2 separate regions of the Callithrix jacchus genome follow, and region 2 is linked to region 1. A link is a contact called in public Hi-C data. All regions are on one chromosome and are shown on one strand. The core of a region is the stretch at or near the end of the contact, and the rest is flanking DNA. Distances in the headings are between cores, read along the strand shown.

Region 1 (2,700 bases), core at 12-2,511:
CAGGAACGCCCAGGAGAATGGGGACCGAGGTGGCCTGGCCCAGAAAAAGCAAGATACAGACATTGTCTCAACCTGTACATTCTCAAGGAGAAAGAGGGCCCTCCCAGCAGGACAAGTGGGTGGGCCTCATGATCCTGGAGGGGCTGAGCACAGGGAAGGATGGCGTAGGAGACTCCACCAAGAAGGCGGTGACCCTGGGCTTGGGCACCCACTCCCTGCTGGAGAACCCAGCCTGGCCTGGCTTCCGGAGCCCTCCAACCTTCACCTTCATGCTACTTGACTTCCACCTAAATCCTGCACTGCTCCCTGTGGGAAGGCAGGGGTGTGACTTCTTGGTAGTCTCATCTGGCTGGTCTCCCTGGAGAGTGGGAGCTCCTTAAGGGGAGGGCTGATCCAGGCCCCTTCTGGACTTCAGTTCCCGCAGTGATCCCTAGTACGCTACCCCCCGAAGTGTCTGATAGAACACTGGCCCAGCATCGAGGCCAGCGCCTCTACTGGAGCTGCCCGCAACATGCTGTGTGATCCTGGGAAATGTGCTTAAGTTCTCTGAGCCTCATTTTTCCTTTTACACGACAGAGATAATCCTGCCTCTGGGAGAATGAACTGAAGTAAATTACCCTGATCCCCTAGACGAAAAGGAGGGAGCAGGAGAAATTCTTCCAACCCACAGGGCCCAGCACAGAGGAGGCGGCACCCCCAGTTTATTCACCGTGAACCTGGTGTGCCAGACAAAGTTCACCGGCAGGGGGCGCCAGGCCACCGCTCGGTGCTCAGCCTCACTTTGGGGAGCGGGCAGAGTCTGGTCTCAACAGGTCTCGCCTCTGGCACGGTGCGTCTCGCGGCCCAGAAAAGGCACCTTGTCCCCAGAGGTCTGAAGTCGCTGATTGTGTTTATTCAAAGCCAGCCATCGTTGCTCACCCGTCCGATTTCCTCTGGCTGTGTGTGGACGGGGGTGCGTGTGACCGCGTCTGTGCACCGGGGACGGTGCTGTGGGCTTTGTGCTGAGCCAAGGGTGCGGCTTCTCCTGTCCGCCAGGTCCTGGGCTCTCGGCCGCGGCCGGCAGGGGCGGTGCTGATGCTGCAGGAGGATCGGGAGCCACTGCCTCTGCTCAGCCCCGCGGGAGCCGCTCTGTGTGCCTGCAGCGGGAAGGGCCACCGGGCGGATTGCCTCCTTGGCCGGTGGCCCCTTCAACAGACCGGTCTCTCCGATGGGCCTGCTCGTTAAGTCAGTGTGAGGGCACACGGAGGAAGCCCTGCTTGCCTCTCTAGTCAGAAGAAAGGGGCCACGGGATTGTAAAACAGGCCTTCGGTTCTTGGATAAGAAGACAAAACCAAACCAAAAGCCTGCTGGGCTCACTGTCTTACCTGGAGGCAAGTGATTGCTCAGGCCAAATCACCCAACCTGGGCTCTGATACCTGCCGTCCCAGGTGGGGCCCATGCGAGGGGGAAAGGGGCCAGCATGGCCTCTGCCTGGGGCTCCCAGCCTGAGGGGGCAGTGTGTCCTCACCCCAAGAGACCAGTGTTTGCAGGACAATACTGTCAGGCTGGTACGAGAGGCAGCCTGTGGCCACACAGGATGGAGAAGAGGGACTCAAACTGTGAAACAGACAGGGTCAGGGAGCCCACTCCCATCTGACCCACCAGCCAGCAGCCCCTCTTTGCTTCCTCACTTTTCAGACAGAGTCACCCTTTTTTTTTTCTTTCTTTCTTTCTCTTTCTTTTTCTTTCTTTCTTTCTTTCTTTCTTTCTCTCTCTCTTTTTTTCTTTCTTTCTCTTCCTTCCTTCCTCCCTCCCTCCCTCCCTCCCTCCCTCCCTCTCTCTCTCTCTCTCTTTCTTTTTTGATGCGGTCTCACTCTGTTGCCCAGACTGGAGTACAGTGGCACCACCTCAGCTCACTGCAACCTCTGCCTCCCAGGTTCCAGAGATTCTCCTGCCTCAGCCTCCCCAGTAGCTGGGACTATACACCACCACGCCCAGCTAATTTTCATAATTTTCAGTAGAAACAGGGTTTCACCATATTGGCCAGGCTGGTCTCAAACTCCTGACCTTGTAATCTGCCTGCCTTGGCCTCTCAAAGTGCTGGGATTATGGGTGTGAACCACTGGAATCGCCCTTTTCATAGACACAGAAGGGTCACCACGTAATCATCCTTCCTAGGCTGAGGGTACAGACAGGAGCTGGCAGAGAGGGTACTGGGCAATTTCCACAGGGTCACCAGTCCTGGGGAAGGTTCCTGGGGTAGGTGGCTAGGGGTGGGGTAGAGGTGGGGGACTGCCACAAAGGCTTCCAAGACCCTGAAGGAGGCCAGGCACCTTGAGTCTTAAGAAGCCAGAGGAATCGTCTAATCAGGTGACAGTGCCCGTCCTCAAGGGGCCAGTGGGCCAGGCAGGCACGCACAGCAGCTGTGATACCTTCAGGCAGACCACAACGCACTCTACAGTTTGCTGAGTTATTTTACACACACTTATTCTGTGAGGTCGGCAGAAAAATGCAGCTCAGAGATGTTAGGTAACTTGTCCCAGGACACACAGCCAGGACTTGTGCCTGTATCTCCTGAGCTCTAGCCTGAACTGGCTCCTTAGGTAGCCTTTGCCCCTCCTACCAACTCCCTGAAGCAGAACCTTAGAGCCGCAGGGCCCATCTTGTTCTGACAGGTCTAGAACTTGCCTTTATTTTTCAGGTGACTGGCATTGGTTAACA
Region 2 (2,700 bases), core at 178-2,677, 170 kb after region 1:
CTACCTCCAAAACACATCTCAACTTCACCCACTTCTTGACATCCCCATGGCCACTTCTCCAATGTAAGGAAGCAGCAAGCCTCGTCTTGATCACCACAGACCCCTGCTAACTACTGTCTCCAATCTCTCATCACCACAAAGCCCCTCTCCTACCTGACAGCCAGACGGGCTCTTCCTGTCAAATGGGATCATGCCACACCACTGCTTAAAGCCCTTTCATCTTTTACATTCTACTTAGCGTGTGACCCCAAATCCTAAATATGCACCCGCCTCCCCGACTTCTTCTCTCACAGCCCCTCAGTCCCTGGCGCTAGCCACATAGGCTTTCCTCCCATTTCTGCTACATGTCATCCCCCTGCTTGCCCAGGGGCCCCCACACATGCTTGTCCCACTACCTGGAATACACTTTCCTACCACCCAACTCCTAGACCTGCTCCTTCTCATCCTTCAGATCTGGGTCAAAGGTGATTTCCCATACAGACCCTTCTTAGCCCCCGACACCCCGAGTAGGTTCACCCTGTTATTCTCTTGCAGTGTCTTATTTTTTGGTTCTTTGGTAGCACACAGCGTGATTCGACATTATGTATTGATTTGTGCATTGACCATAAATCCCATGAGCACTGGGACCATTTTGTTTTGTTCACACAGCCAACCCAAGGCCAAACACAGAGGCACATGGAGAGTGTTCCATTAATATTTATTGAGCAAATGAAGAGCTTGGAGAAGAAGAGGTCTAGGGAGCCCACAAGGGCTATCCAAACCTGCAAGATGGGCTGGCAGCTGTGTAATCGCATATTTCAGAGCTGGGACCAATCTATTTAGCAAACACTAACACAGGACTTACTATGTATCAGGTACTGCTCTAAGCGTTTCCTAAATATTAATTCAATTAGGCTGGGCACGATGACTCACACCTGTAATCCCAGCACTTTGGGAGGCCAAGGCAGGTAGATCACCTGAGGTCAGGACTTCGAGATCAGTCCCACCAACATGGTGAAACTTCGTCTCTACTAAAAATACAAAAATTAGCTGGGTATAGTGGCAGGTGCCTGCAATCCCAGCTATTTGGGAGGCTGAGGTAGAAGAATCGCTTGAACCCAGGAGGCAAAGTTTGCAGTGAGTCGACATTATGCCACTGCACTCCAGTCCAGGTGACAGAGTGACACTGTCTCAAAATAAAATAAAATAATTCAATTAGTCACCCTAACAGCCCTGTGAGGCAGGTATTATTACCTCTGAGGCTCAGAGAGGCTAAGGAATTTGGCCAAGGTACCACAGTTGGTAGAGGGCAGAGCCAGATTTTGAACCAGAGTCCATGTTCTCAAGCACCTCAATATGAGGCCAGCATGTGGAAGCTTCTGGAAGTCTCTCTGGAGCAACAGAAGGCACCTTTCTCTATGGGGGTGGTCCCTAATGCAAGAGGCAGCAGACTCCAGGGGCCCAGGGAGCCCATGTGCTGGGAGGGATGCACACGGACTCAGGGGCCCCTGCGGACTCCAGGCCCATCTTTCACCTTGGGCCTGTCCAGAGCTGCCAGAGGAATAAAATGGATTAATAAATGAAGGTGCTTAAAAAGTCTGACCGTGCTTCTGGACTATATCTTGTTGCTCTTCCCCCGGCTTGCCTGGCCTGGAGTATCAGTGAGGCCTTCTAGTCTGAGACGGGTCAAGAGGTACAGCCAGGCAGAGGGATGGTTCATGTTCAGTTCAATCAGTCCATCACTCCCCCTCCAGCTGCCTGCCCTCCTTTCCTGACCACTCCCACCCCCTTCATCCCCTGCTCATCGGGAGGGGGAAGGGGGCAAAAGCAAACAGGAAGCCGCCAGCACAAGGCCAGGCCACTTAGAGCAACAAGTGCCTCCTGATTTACCAGGTTCATCCGCGCTGCAAGTTTTGGGATTACACCTAAATCCTTTGGCCCATCCTGCGGTGGCTCCGCACTGGGTTTGTTTTCCAGGCAGATTGCCTCCACTTGCCCTGGAATTTTTTCTGGCAATGAGGCCAATGCCATCAAGGTGAGGGGTTTGGGGCCAGGAGAGCTAGTAGTATCTATCCTGTGGAATGGGAGAAGTTTCTACCAGGTCCTGGCATTTGTCAGAGGAGCTGGGAGGGTGGCCTCAGCCTCCACCTGTCCCCTCATCCTACTTCTCTCAGAGCAGGCAGCTGGGTCAGCCAGCCAGTGGGATCCAGCCTGCAGGCTCACTCCGGCTGTTTGGTTTCAGTCTTCCTAGGATGGCAGCAGGAGCTACAGTGTGGTGGGCAGAGATAAGGTCTGTGCCCGAGGCGAGCACTGAGCAGGGCTGAGATGTCTGGGCGAGGGTGGGGTGTGGGAGGGGCTGCCCAAATGGCTAGGATATCATCTGAAGAGAAAAGATAGAGACAGGGGCACAGAGAGAGGGGTAGGGGTAGTTCCTAAAGCCTTGGGGAAGGGAAGGAGAAAAGGAGGATCAATTAGGATATTGAAGAAAAAATAAACAGATATGGTGGGAAAAGAAAGGAAAAAGGAAAAAAATATCCTTTCGTCCTGGAAAGCAAACTAGAGAAAATGATTTCATTCCTAAATTGCATTAGGAGGTATTGGGCTAGATGGGAGGAAGAAGGGAGGCCCTACCTGCCTTTTGTCCACTAGCATGAGTTATACAGTGAAATGCCTTAGAAGCTCCAGGATAGGATGAAACGCTTTGGAGAGAAGAGAGGGATC

The links. Hi-C and Micro-C count contacts between places; a contact is called where the count stands out from the background.
Region 2: a contact with region 1 is called in a Hi-C map of induced pluripotent stem cells, with 2.5 times the contacts expected there. The contact joins two enhancer-like sites. A contact is called at or near these places in 2 of 3 Hi-C or Micro-C datasets (induced pluripotent stem cells and skeletal muscle).

Annotation. Positions count from the first base shown.
Region 1 is chr19:30,319,255-30,321,954 of calJac240_pri, forward strand. No RefSeq gene overlaps it. Among named protein-coding and RNA genes, the nearest start is that of BTG2, 37 kb to the right of the region's middle. Within about 2 kb of position 1,262, at least 14 of the 16 cell types and tissues checked have an H3K27ac peak or open chromatin away from gene starts, as enhancers often do.
Region 2 is chr19:30,487,199-30,489,898 of calJac240_pri, forward strand. No RefSeq gene overlaps it. Among named protein-coding and RNA genes, the nearest start is that of PRELP, 40 kb to the right of the region's middle. Within about 2 kb of position 1,428, at least 2 of the 16 cell types and tissues checked have an H3K27ac peak or open chromatin away from gene starts, as enhancers often do.